Regions from separate parts of the Hordeum vulgare genome. Here region 2 is linked to region 1. Evidence: chromatin contacts called from public Hi-C data. All regions are on one chromosome and are shown on one strand. Each heading gives the region's core, a stretch centred on a gene start, on an enhancer-like site or on the middle of the called end of the contact. The rest is flanking DNA. Distances are from core to core; before and after follow the strand shown. Region 1 holds the start of LOC123426144 (glucose-6-phosphate/phosphate translocator 2, chloroplastic-like). Region 2 has its middle 190 kb from the start of LOC123426144.

The links. Hi-C and Micro-C count contacts between places; a contact is called where the count stands out from the background.
Region 2: a contact with region 1 is called in a Hi-C map of seedling, with 2.4 times the contacts expected there. The contact joins the enhancer-like site here to the promoter of LOC123426144 in region 1. A contact is called at or near these places in 1 of 6 Hi-C or Micro-C datasets (seedling) and 1 of 1 datasets of contacts at active chromatin or transcription factors (embryo).

The regions. Positions count from the first base shown.
Region 1 is chr2H:207,518,013-207,524,777 of MorexV3_pseudomolecules_assembly, reverse strand. LOC123426144 (glucose-6-phosphate/phosphate translocator 2, chloroplastic-like) reads left to right here and starts at 3,354. Exons shown (of 5, transcript XM_045109918.1): 1 at 3,354-4,001; 2 at 4,127-4,352; 3 at 4,665-4,887; 4 at 5,108-5,321; 5 at 5,428-5,703. The coding sequence starts at 3,354. The coding sequence ends at 5,439.
Region 2 is chr2H:207,710,682-207,718,141 of MorexV3_pseudomolecules_assembly, reverse strand. No RefSeq gene overlaps it. Among protein-coding and RNA genes, the nearest start is that of LOC123426144, 190 kb to the right of the region's middle. Within about 2 kb of position 2,296, at least 1 of the 3 cell types and tissues checked has open chromatin away from gene starts, as enhancers often do. A contact at or near this core is called in seedling, where this site is marked.

The DNA of each region.
Region 1 (6,765 bases), core at 2,105-4,604:
ATTGCCGGCGGCATGCATGGATTTGACAACCATGTCCATGCGCATGCGGTGGTTGAGAGGGTTTTGTACCCTTGCTGCCTTTGCTGGTCCGGTGAGGCAATTTCCTTCTGAAAAATCCAGCAACTTTCGAAATCGACGGTGCAAAACACTGGTACCAAGGAAAAGTCAGACACATGCGGCTTATTACAGTACTTCCTCCATTTTAAAATATAATACATTTTAAAGATTACACTAGAAAACTACATACGAAGCAAAATGAGTGAATCTACGTTCTAAAATATGTCTATATACATATGTATGTAGTTCATAGTGCAATATCTAAAAGTTTTGTATTTAGGAACGGAAGGAATACAACTGAGGAACAGGCTGCTACACTGAGGGTGACCCCCGGTCTTCATAGATCAACGGATGGAAACTCCACTCGTTCCGAATAGAACAACTATATTGACGTTGCTAGGCCATTTCTTTTGTCAATTTTTTAAACGTGCAGAATAATAGTATTAGGAGTACAAGGCATGCATGAGTGTTGCAGGCTCACGCTTTGTTGTAAAGTCAAACGCACCATTCTGACTAGAAGCACGCGAAGCAGGTAAAGAGGTTTGGCTAGAGATTTCCTGAAAAAATAATGTCCTTTCGATTCATAATAAGACGGGCTAATTCTGTTCTTGACCTTTGGAGTGGGGACAACAACCGATGCTAATACCTCCCTGTCTACGAAGCAGCAAAAGAAATCCACCCAAAGAGGCCACTTGCACGGCGGTTTAGGGTTATCTAGTCCGTGAAACAATAGTTTATAAGGCGATGATTAGTAGGTCATATGAGAGGATGACCAACCATGGGACTGAGGCTCTGTTTGAAACCATAATAGATTATAATAATCTAGATTATGAACATAGATTATATAATATGGTTTATATAAATAATCTAGGTGGGCATGTTTGGAGGACAGATTATATAAACTGTAAACCAGCTTTTAAATTGTACAATGACATGTTTGCCCTTAGTTTACAAGGAAAAATAAAAAAGTGGCGGTGGCACTGCGTAATTCTCTTAAAGTTTACAAGGATAACACGTCATTTGTAATCCATAATCTCATTTTAGCTGGGGTAGAGGAGATTATGAGATTATAATAATCTGATCATCTAGTTTATAAAATCTACAATATAAATTGTCCTGTTTGGAAATACAATAGATTATAAAAACCAGATTATATAATCTGGGTGGTTCCAAACAGGGCCTAAGCTCGGCGGCTATTACATCTCATTTTCTACCAAGGAGTGGCTCTTTCGATTTCTAAAGCTTGGTATATAACAAAGGACATTTGCAGGTGTCTTTTGTCGGTTTAGTGTTCTTGTTTTTTTGCGCGTAAAGTTTTTTTTTAATGCTCCAACAAAAGGCTTATGATAAAAAAAAAAGCAGCTAGTATGTTTTTTATGTGATTTTATTTTTCTATTGTTCGTTTGTGCCTTGTCTTTTCGTTGTACTGTATATTATTTCCCTTGATGATCACTATTAGATATTAAAAGCCATTCAATGTATTTAAAAAATCATCTCTATTTTTATTTCATATATAAATAATCCTATTCATTTTCAAGTGATATATAAATTATATAGCTAGAAGGTATGGAAACGAACAAAACTACAAAAGTATGCTCTGATTTACATCAATGGATTTCCTCTCGCTACTTCTACAATGAGAAAGGCATTCACCTCACTTTATAAGTAAAGCCACAACCCAACTTACATCGATCATTACAACAAGGAAAAAAAGAATACAACGAAGATACATGATATCGAAGGAGCCACTAACAAGGTCTGAATGGACCAAGGACAAGCTTGTAGATCAAGGCCCTTCGTGAACTAAGATCATGCAATCGATATGACCAAAATAAGGTAGCACCCCGTCACTAGAGGAAAACCACACTCCATCAACTCACATGAGGCCATCATAGATGTTTTGGCAAAGAAGGCCCCATGCCGCCTTGTCTTGGATCGAAGGAAGACGCACCTGTCGGCAGGTAAAGCCACTCACCCTCGAGCTCATATGACCTGGACCAACGGGTTGTGAGGGAGAGGATGACCAGCACAACAACCTCACCTTGCAATGCAGCACCCTGTGCATCACCATGCCTCTCACAAGGACCAACGTCAACCGCAAGCAGCCGAGCGGGACCTTCTCTCTAGAATCCGGTAGTGTCCCACCAACACCGTAGTCCCGACCGACACTCTAGAGTCCCAAGGTGGCGTCTTCAAGAAGTTTAACGGCGTTGGAGCGTCGTCGCCACCTAGTCCGGAGATTTTCGGGTTTTCACCCGGGACTCTGAGGTGGAGGGCAAGGTAGGATCTCAATGCCACATACAGTAAGGGGAATGATGCCCATGGCACCACCGTCATCGTGGTGGTTGTAGCCAGCTAAGGGATTCTCCCAATCCACAACACCGTACCTCCCATCCCCATCTAGCCACTCGGTCAAGCCAAACAAGCAAGGGAGTAGTAATGGGTAGTCGAGGCAGGAAGGGGATCGAGGAAGGAGACCACCATCTCATATCCGCTCCAAGGACCGACGAGGAGGCCCCGAGAGCATGCTCCATGTTTGTTACCGACCTGCTACCCGCGCGGCCAAGGGTGGTGCACCTCCGCATCGCGCCCACAATCCACTACCATGCCTCTGGGCGTACCGCACGCACCAACCCACCACCACGGAGCCCTTCACACCGTAGTTGTTGTCTGTCGCAACGCCGCTGCACCCTCAACCAGTCCAGCACCACTCTCATACCTCACCAGCCCATGTATGCCGCCATCGAGCAGGGAAAGAGCGGCCCGACTGCTGCCGACGTCGACAGGGGTTCGCCCGTCAGCGCGAGCCGATGACGGCGATGGAAGGGAGAGAGGGAAAGGGGAGAGATGTGCTGGCAGCTAGGGTTTCCCCTTCAGGATACTCATGGGAGTGATACGGGTGGGGAGGGAAGGGGGAGAAGGAAGAGCAACCGTTTTCACTCCCCGCTACTACTATGAGCTCATAGGTGTCAACAAAGTTGCTATAGTAAGATGGATGCTCAAGAACAAGCTTTGCTCACGGTGCGTCACCGATAGATAGAGAAGGAAGACGAAACCAATTTCTTCAATGACTTGTCTATAATTTTATGTTCTTGTAAGAAACTCCTCGTAGGGACGTACCTTTAAGCCTTCTTGCTAAAAAATAAATAAATAGAAGAGGATAAAAAATAAGAATATTCACAAGATATTCTAGTATCATATTGCAGGAAAATAGGAAACGAATTAACGAATAAACAAAAAAAATGCATCTAAAAAAGGTACTAAAACCAGTGGTGAAAAGATCATGAACTGGCCAAACCGCCTCCCTTCTCCTTCGCGCATTCACCATAAATACCTTCTTCATCCCCATCTCCCCCTCCACCGTCACAAACCAGAGGCACAAAACCGCAGCAGGCGCATACCACCGCAACACCCAGACAAACCCCAAGAAATCACTAGCCGCGCCTCCCTCCGCCAAAATGCTGGCCGCCGCCGCCGCCGCCTCCGTGAAGTTCTCCCCGGCGTCCGCCGGTACCGGTACCACAACCAAGTTGGCCTTCAAGCCTGTCCACCTCCCTCCCCTCCCCAACGCCGTCCGTCGTCCCCTCTCCCTCTCGGCGCGGCCTCTGTACCGCCAGGAGCCGTTCCTGGCGGCGACCCGCAACGACCGTGCCGCGTCAATGGCGCCCCCTGCAGCCACCGCGGATGGCGCGCGGCCGGTGGAGACGGCGGCCGCGCCGGAGGCCGCGAAGAGCGCCAAGATCGGGGTCTACTTCGCCACGTGGTGGGCGCTGAACGTGATCTTCAACATATACAACAAGAAGGTGCTGAATGCGTTCCCGTACCCGTGGCTCACGTCGACCTTGTCCCTGGCCGCCGGCTCCGCCATCATGCTCGTGTCCTGGGCCACCAGGATCGCCGAGGCGCCCCAGACGGACCTCGATTTCTGGAAGGCTCTCTCTCCGGTGAGCGTGCGCATGCGCATGGTTTCTCGGCGCGCCCTCTTCTTGCCAATCTCACCGGCCTGTACGTGTTCTAGATGTGCTGATGCCCGTGTATCGGGATTTCTTTATTTTTTGTGTCCGTGCAGGTGGCGATTGCGCACACGATCGGGCACGTGGCGGCGACGGTGAGCATGGCGAAGGTGGCCGTGTCGTTCACGCACATCATCAAGAGCGCGGAGCCGGCCTTCAGCGTGCTCGTCTCGAGGTTCTTCCTCGGCGAGCACTTCCCGTTGCCGGTTTACTTCTCCCTCCTCCCGATCATAGGTGGATGCGCTCTCGCCGCCGTCACCGAGCTCAATTTCAACATGATTGGTGAGCAATCTGCAGACTCCCATTTTGTTGAATCTTGAAATTACCTCCAGCAGATACTCATCACTACATAAGAAATATCGTCACTTTTGCTAGTACACAAGAGATATTTTTCAGTAGTACTCCACTTCCGATTTCCGAAGAACCTGAACTGTCCACAAATCCTGAGGTCTATAATTTAGCACGTATTATATACCAAAACCTTTTACCTTTGATATCAAAATTGGACAACGTTGTAGGTGGATTAATTGAAGGATATATAGATTTTGTTTGACATTGTTAATTTTGATAGCACGTGTGTTGAATTCACTATAGGATTCATGGGGGCGATGATCTCCAACCTGGCTTTCGTGTTCCGTAACATATTCTCCAAGAAGGGGATGAAGGGCAAGTCGGTGAGCGGGATGAACTACTATGCCTGCCTCTCCATGCTGTCCCTGGTGATCCTCCTCCCTTTCGCCTTCGCCATGGAGGGCCCCAAGGTGTGGGCTGCAGGCTGGCAGAATGCAGTCGCCGAGATCGGTCCCAACTTCGTCTGGTAAGCTCCATCACGTGACTGCTTGCCAGTTCGCTGTCATAAGTTCACAACTACCATGCCAGTTTTGTTAATGAACTTTGGAGACCAACTATAGCATAGCAGTACAGCATTCGCACTTCAGAACTGACACTAGTTCATTCACACAAGACCGAGATTTGGATAGTCTCTGTGATAATTCAGTTGGTTCATGTGTATGAATGGATTCCTCTCTTGCTTGTAGGTGGGTGGCGGCGCAGAGCGTGTTCTACCACCTGTACAACCAGGTGTCGTACATGTCGCTGGACGAGATCTCGCCGCTGACATTCAGCGTGGGCAACACCATGAAGCGTATCTCGGTCATCGTCGCGTCCATCATCATCTTCCGCACGCCGGTGCAGCCCGTCAACGCGCTCGGGGCGGCCATCGCCATCCTCGGAACCTTCATCTACTCCCAGGTGATCCATCCCACACGTCTCACTTACCTCACCACGTACGTAAGGAAGAAGGAAGCAAAGCAATTCAGAATTTGACGCTAAAACTTTGTTGACCTCGTGTTTGCAGGCAAAGCAGTAATGGAAATCATCGAAACGATGTCTCTTCCGACGAGAGTCGGCCCGGCGTTCGGACATTATATGTTGTTGAGCATATATATATCTAATTAAGAAACCCCTTGTAATATATATTAGGAATCTTGTTCTTCTTTTTTCTTTTCTTTTTCTAGGTTTAGCCGCGGATATCTCTGAATTCTTCGTTTGTTGTTCCGTGACCATGGTGCTGATGATGTAGAGAGGTGAATGAATCAATCCAAATAAAGTTGCCAGGAATTTTTGGCCCCGATCTCCAGCCTACGTGGTCCAAAATAAGTCGTGGTTCAGAATGCATCGCCCCAGATTGTATCCTTGCACGCGATGGATACAGGGGCATGGAGGCGTCGTGCAATTTGTGAAGACGAAATCTCTGCGATGGGTGCGACGTTGGAGCGTAGCTCGCTCGCTGCTTGTTGCCTTGCCCTCCTCTGTCTTGTTTGGGAGCTTCTGCTGGGTCCCCGGCTCGTTTTGCTGCCGATTGATGAATACCGGCGTTTGGGCGCGGCATATACCCCCCCGCCGCATATATTCTTGGACCTTGGTTCAACGTCGCCTTTTCCGGTGCCCAAAGGTACGATGGGTTTGGCCTTGGATCCCGACGTTTCTTTCGGTGCTTTTGGGGAGTATATCGATGGAACAGCTTTCTAGGCGTAATCTACGATGCGAATAGGAAACCTCATATCGATGATTCAACTTTCGAGGGGTGTATTTGATCCAGGCCCAACTGGATGTAAAGAAAAAAAAGAAAGAAAAAAAAACAGAAGGATAAGAAGTAACATGAAGGAGAGGGGCTACGATCAACGATCGTTTCCCTCGTCACAACAAAAGCGTCGTGATCAGGGACACCCTAACCAACAAATGGTTTTGGTCCCTTATCGCTAGCGCACATAAAAAGAATGGAGGGCAGCCAGCACCTACGAGAGATCAATTCACGCAAGATTTACTCCTGCTCCCCACATCTCAAAAACTCTAACCGATTTGGGGAAACGTTGCATGACGGTAAGACCATCTCCAAACTCTGTCCCTGTTTCATGACAGTGTCGGTGACGCCTGGAGGGACACCCTACCCGTTGCGACCGTCTGCCCCGAACCTGCATCACGTCTACATCGAGCAGGCACTGGAGTTTGCATCGCTTCCACCAATGGCCTCTTTCATTGGTGGTAAGAACCCAACCTCTCTCTCTCTCACTTGTTCTGTTAGGTGGTCTAATTACTAGGTGTTAGATCCAATCATATTAATCCTATGGGATTATTGTCCAACAATGATATGTTAAGTCGTTTTGTGCCTACTAGATTAGATCCCTAATGATGG
Region 2 (7,460 bases), core at 1,047-3,546, 190 kb before region 1:
AAAGTGTGAAGAATTCGAACTTTTGAGGAATTTGGAAACTTGAGGAATTTGAAAATTTTCAAGAATTTGAAGATTTGAATAACTTGCAAAAGTCTCAACTTTGAAGAATTTTAACTTGGGTTGGTGGTATAACCCACCGTATAACAATGATGATTTCACACACCGCGTACAATTGTCGTAGGGTCCTCAGAATCAAATTCTTCATTAATTTCTTCACACTTAGCGTGTGATTATTCATTGATTGAAAAAAAGTTACTTCGTGTGTTGCACATCTAAGTCGTCAATTTTTCATAAGTGTTAGGATGTTTGTCCTTTCATAGAACATTCGAAGATTCTAAGATATTTAGCTCACACCACAACTTGCAAAATCTCTTTTCACCCAAGGGCTTTGTGAAGATATCTGCTAGTTGTCCTTAAGTCTTCACGTGGTCGAGGAACATTTTGCCCTTGAGTACATAATCACGAAGAAAATGTTGACTAATCTAGATGTGCTTGGTCTTCGAGTGTTGTAACACCACAAAAAATTTACCATGATTTTATTAATAAAATTATTTTTTTCAGCAATATTAATATTTACTTTTTGGATCTTCTCTTGGTTTGAGAACCAATATTTTCCCTTCATCTTAAAATCTTTCCCCCTCTAATAATTTTTTTGAAAAATATGGTTGGACTTGAATGTTTGACTTAAGATCTTCCTTTTCACTTTTAATATTTGAGTGAGAAATATTTTCATAATTAAACTTGCCTCACTTAATTCCTTTAAATGCATGTTTTATTATTTAAGGACCTCTATTGCACTACAAGTCTTTTAAATATTCTTTTAAAAATTCTGTAAAAATTTGGAGATGTCCTGTGATGCATAGGGATCACTTTTATACAAAAATCCATCTTGGTCTTTTGAAAATTTTAAGCACACCATCCTCATTTCTATTCTAGCCCAGTTTAGCACTTTGAACTACAACCCTATTTTATTTTGCCAGAAAGCCCATGGGATTTTTACTGCTTGAAGTAGAACCTATCAAACCCTTAAGTCCAAGAGTTTAGACCCATTGGAATATTTGTAGCACATGCATTAATGCCCTATAGTTTCTGTCCAAATAAGTTTTTCTCGAAAATTTGTACTAACAAGTTTATGTTTTTTCCAAACTCTTGACCATCACACCCGCACCTAAAGAGACCCCAATCTATAGATTTTGGCCACCAGCAAAACCCTTATATGGCCATAGCATTTTGTCAAGCACATGGTGTGCATGGAAAGAATTGGCATGATGATTGCTTTGTTCTGTGAAGTTGCTTGCAGGGCCAAACCAGCATGTCCACTAGACCTCTCCCAACCACCCAAGTTGTCTTGTTAATTTCGAGCCCCAGCTAAGTCGTGTAGCATGCTCTCGCACTGTGTCCACCACCTGGCGTGCGTGCCCCAGGCGCATCCAGAGCGCGCCTATTGCATGCGTTTGAAACCGAGACGTCGTTCCCACCTACCCCTGCGCCCATGACTTTCCGTGGTGACTAGCTATGCAGCCTTTCCCCTGCTAGCATTGCTACCCCCTCCCCCCACCCCCCACCCCACGTGCCAGAGCCACTGATGTAGCCGCCCTTGGCAGCTAGCCGCTAGCAGTGTCCACCCCTGTCGTAGCAGAGTCGTCCCAGCTCCCGCAGCCCGCCACCTCGCCCCCTAGAGCAGTGATCCCTTCGTCCACGAGCTTCTGCATCGATCACGAGCATCGCCATGTCATCCCTAGCAACAGAACGGCTGTGTCGATGATCTAATCCATGGGAGACCTCAGAACCAACGTCCCCCTCATTCCCTTGAGGCAAGCACCCTTCCTCCATTCCTTTGAGGCAACTAGTGAGACTCGATTTAGCCAGAGGCCCAGAGCCCCTTTCTTCCCCACCTCTGTGAGAACTGCCGCCACAGCCCCTCGGCTAAATTCGCCACAACCACCCAACCACTCCTTGAGCTGTCGGAGCTAGGAACCACCAGAGCCACCTAGATCCCTCCCCGCATCCCAATCCTCCAGAGGGAAGTCACTAGCGATGGTGCCATTTTGGCCGACGTCGGTGTCCGCTGTGGAGCTCATCGTTAGAAGCTTCGACCACTTCAACACGCGTGGCATACCGCCACAGGATCGTCGTAACGCGTGTACCCCGTCCCATGCCCAGAGACCAAGGAGACACCCTCGTTCACCGGTGAGGAATGCCGAAGCTCCGTTGTAGTTCGGCCGTGGGAGAGAGGAGGTGTCTAACTGGTCAAACCTGACCAGTGAGCCCGAGGGTCCGACCATCAGTGACACCTGCCCTCCTGAGGTGTTTAAGTGGAAACGTATTCCTGCGTAATATGCTTTCATCAAGAGAATACGTAAGGTCTACCGAACTATTTTCTTTTATGTAATTTATTTAAAAACCAATCTTTGACCCCAACTTTGATCAGCCCTATCTTTTTAACCAAAGCTCCAAATGAGTTGACTCTTTTCCCGGCTGCTTCAAATTTCCTCTAGTTTATTTTAGAATTTATTTGAAAAAATTCAAAATAACTTTTTGGTACTGTTTTGGAATGGTGTGCTGAACTCAATATTTTCAAAATAGGAAATGGAGGGAAGATTAAACGTTCAAAAGTTTTGGAGTCAGCCCCTACCTTATTAATACTCAAGGCAAGCATCTTGAACACCAATATGATTTGGTTGATCGGTAAATTTTGGTGGTGCTTGAATTCACGGTTGTGGTGATGAAGTGAGAATATTTACAAGGTGATATTTGATGTATTTTGTTTGTGATGAAAACCCCATTTCTGTTCAACATGGTGTGCATGTGACAGTAGTCACTTCTTCATGCCACACATGCCGATGCTAACTGGATGAAATTTGGAGGAAGGTCACATCTCGGGTAGACACGACCGTGGGACGGGTATCCCATTGTGATGGGGATGATCCACAGAGGCGTGGTGGGGCATGATAGGAGCGACTCTATTAGATAAACTGTTAAGAAAATCCTGGTGTGCTAACCTTGGAGGGAATACATAAGCCTCCTGAGCCGACCATGGATTGAGTCTTGTTCTAGTAACCTCCCATACTTGTTTCATCAGATTTTCTACCATGGATTTACTACCACTTGTCCCTACCATTGGTAGGGTACGGTTCAGTAAATCTTCAACCGCTTTCTTGACACACACCATACACAGAGGACACAGTGGAATATACTAGTGATGCATCTCGTAGGCAAGCCCCTTGGTTTGGGGGCATCGGTGTTTCCGGCCTAGGTCCGAGAGGGGGGAACCCCTTAGTAGCGCGGTGAATAAATTTGATCCCATGCTAGTGGATATTGTAATCTACCCCTTAGAGTTTTACTTAACAAGTGTTGTGGGTGATCCTAGGCATCGGGAAGTTATACTGTTATGTGTGGATCAGGTGTGTTTTCAACTCAAAGACCGTAATCGGAATTATTTGACATTTCTGTTTGACTAAAGAAATCCGTTACACATGGGTAAAGGGTATAACCTCTGCAGAGTTTTGTAATTATTAGGATAGCCGTGTCCGCGGTTAAGGACTATAGTGTGGGATAGGTCAAGTGTCGGTCTGAGAGTCGGTCTTCGGAGGAAATTAATTTAACTATGAGGTTAGCTATTACTCATGGTGGATGACCATATCTCTATTATTGTGCACTGATCTCTTTTTGTATATGAATCTGGAATATCCCAGGGATGGTTCTACCTCCTGGATATTCAGAGTTGTGACTATGTTACAATCCCTATATGCGGTGTCGCTCAAACGCCCGACTGTGCAAGCCGTTATTATTTCATACAATCCCTATATGCGGTGTCGCTCCGATGCTGAACTGCGGCACTCATTTTATTATTTCATATAAGCCCTATATGTGGTGTCGCTCAGACGCCCGACTGTGACATGCACTTTATTATTTCATATAAGCCGTGTATGCGGCGTAGCTCAGACGCCCGACTATGGCACGCATTTTATTATTCATATTAGCCATTTATGCGGTGTCGCTGAGAAGCCCAACTAAGGCATGCTTTATATCTTTATCCTTTCGAGGCGTCGCTTCAGACACCTGGTCGGAATATTTTATGTTCTTGGAAATTTTGGGAGGATTACCGCCCGATGTTCCATTTTTATTTTTATTCATTGATTGCTTATTTAATTCTCAGTATAGATAAATTACCTTATTGCTTGCATTTATGAGTTTACCTCATGACTGACTGAATACCGTTCAATAATCTTTCAGTGAATAATAATCAATTGTTATTTTATGACTGTTTTCGTGATATTTGCGAGTACATTCAAAGTACTCACTAGCTTGTCCCTGGATATTGTCTTGGCCATATTGCATATTTGGAGAGGAGCATCCTGACGACAGACCTGAAACCTAGACACCAAGGATAGAAGTTGTGCGAGATAGGAATTAACCAGGTCAGTTGTCCCTATGGGAAATGGAGTCCCATAGACGTTGGTGATCCGCAAACCGCATCCGCCATCAACCACTAGAGACCTTTGTTGTACTCCATAGACCATCATGGTCTTGTACTCCAAAAATATGTATTTGCTTGGATAATTGTATCAAGGAAATGTGTACCATCTAACAACATTCCTAGGGTTGGTATGGACAAGGGTCATTTGATGGTAATTTAATATCCTGGAAAATTACCCCCTTACAACGTTGGTATCAGATCCATGATGGCCATTGGCTAATCCTATCTTATCCAGGTCAATAAAACACTAGGTAACCACCCAAAACCCATTGTCCAACCCACACACAAGCCTGTCCTAACCAATAGCATGAATATTGTCAACCGACACCTTACACTAGTCGGTGCCCAACCTATTAGACCAGCCCTGTGGTCACACGCCCGTGACCGACACCCCGAGTTCTCCTATTCTCAAGCGTGCGAGGGAAGACTCTGTTTCCTTTTCTACAAAGGGAATGATTGCCCTAGCCTAGCACACCACAACCACAATCACCTCCCAAGATGCTAGGCCCCGTTGCTCACAACGAGACCACTATAGTTGAGCAAGGAGGTTTTGTAACCATCCTTGCCAACCTCACCCGTCACGCCTTTGCAAAGAAAGAGCCCCAGAGTATGTTGTGTACCAACATCACACGAGTGATGCCATCTGTCACTTCTGGGCCACAATGCACATCCATGGCAAGGGTATCTCCACAGAGCGCCCCTAACGGTTTAGCAGAAGGTCAACTTCCTACGAGCCACAAGCCATCCAGCTAGCAGCTCGCTATAGTTTAACTTAAGAACAATTCGCCGAGGGTTAACTGTCGCTCGTTCTACTACTACCCTAGCCGTGATGGTTATGGTAGGCCACCCCAAGTCGAGAACGGAGACCATGAGATGGACCTCGGCCTGTTGCATCTTGTGCGCTACATAAGAGCGCAATAGGCACTGTAGGAGCAGGTCACCCTCGACCTGATTACACCTCACGGAGAGCTGGCTCGTCCGACCCCAAGGAGGAGAGAAGCGGAGCCCAATTCCACAAACCCAGTAGTGATGTTTGGAAGACCAATTGAGCCCTTGAGGTCTACCCCTCCTGCTGATCCAAATCATGCACTTGTGTCCCCTGAGGAGCTTTCCCGCATCTTGGGTATTTTCTCCAATGGGATGGTAACCATAGCACCCCGCAATGGACATCACCGCTACCTCAGCCTTGTATCCCCGTCTCCTTCCCCAAGCAACCCCGACGATGCAATACTAGGAGCCTAGACTCTGCAAGACCCGCTCACCTGGACGTCAACGAAGTAGACTAAGCCATAACACAACCTTAGAATTCCTATGCCATGTAATATTATGAGTTGGTATTGTCATGAATAAATGGGCACACTGTTTGTGTGCCATTATTTTAATAGTAACACTCGTGGCCATGTGTATGCCATTTGGCCATATTGTAAAATTTGAGCATAACCACCAGGAGCTAATCCCAACCGACCACCATGCTACCTCTTGAGCTTGGGTTGGTTTTCCCTTGAAGAGGAAAGGGTGATGCAGCGAAGTAGATAAGTATTTCCCTTAGTTTTTTTAGAACCAAGGTATCAATCCAGTATGAGGAACAAGTGAGACTCCAATAGTAGTACCTCCACAAATAATCAAACACTTGCACCCAATGCTATACAGGGGTTGTCAATCCCCTCAAAGTTATTTGCAAGGATGAGATCTGATAGAGATAGATATAAAATATTGATAGATCTGAAAGTAAAACTAAAGTAAATAAATTGCAGCAAAGTATTTTTGGTATTTTTGGTTTATAGATCTGAAAATATGATATGGAAAATAGACCCGGGGGCCATATGCTTCACTAGAGGGTTCTCTCATAAAGGAAAATAATATGATGGGTGAACAGATTACTATCGAGCAATTGATAGAAAAGAAAATAATTATGAAGATATCCAAGGCAATGATTATTCATATAGGCATCACGTCTGTGTCAAGTAGACCAAAACGATTCTTTATCTACTACTATTACTCCACACATCGACCGACTCCTTCCTGCATCTAAAGTATTAAGTTCATGAAGAACAGAGTAACGCATTAATTAAGATGACATGATGTAGAGGGATAAACTCAAGCAATATGGTGAAAACCCCATCTTTTTACCCTTGTTGGCAACAATACAATACGTGTATCGCTACCCCTACTGTCACCGGGAGGACATCGCAAGATGGAACCCAAAACTAAGCACTTCCCCCATTGCAAGAATTACCAATCTAGTTGGCCAAGCCAAACAAATATTTCGAAGAGACTTGCAAAGATAAGAAATCATGCATATAAGAATTTAGAACAGACTCAAATAATATGCATGGATAATTTAAACATAAACTCACAATTCATCGGATCTCGACAAACACACCGCAAAAGAGTATTACATCGGATAGATCTTCATGAAGATCATGAAGAACATGGTATTGAAGATCAAAGAGACAGGAGAAGCCATCTAGCTACTAGCTATGGACTCGTAGGTCTGTGGTGAACTACTCACACATCATCGTAGGGGCTATGGAGTTTATATAGATGCCCTCCGTGATCAATTCCCTCTCCGGTGGATTACCGGAAAAGGCTCCCAGGTTGGGTCTCTCGGGAACAGTGGCTCCCGACAGAGTAAAAGTATTCTCGTGGCTCCTTTTGGCGTTACTGGAATATTTGGGATTTTATAGGCCCAGAATTAGGGTTAGGAGACCTGCAGGGGTGCCACAAGCCAGGGGGCGCGACCCCCCCCCCCCCAGGGCACGCCACGCAGACTTGTGGCCTCCTGGCAACTGCCTTGCCCCCTACTCCAAGTTTGTTGCGTGTCTTCTAGTCCAATAAAAAACTTTCCGAAGATTCTATTTTTTGGACTCCGTTTAATATTCGTTATCTGCAATATTCAAAAACGTGTAAAAAAATAGAAACTGGCACTAGGCTCTAGATTAATAGGTTAGTCCCAAAAATAATATAAAACAACATATAA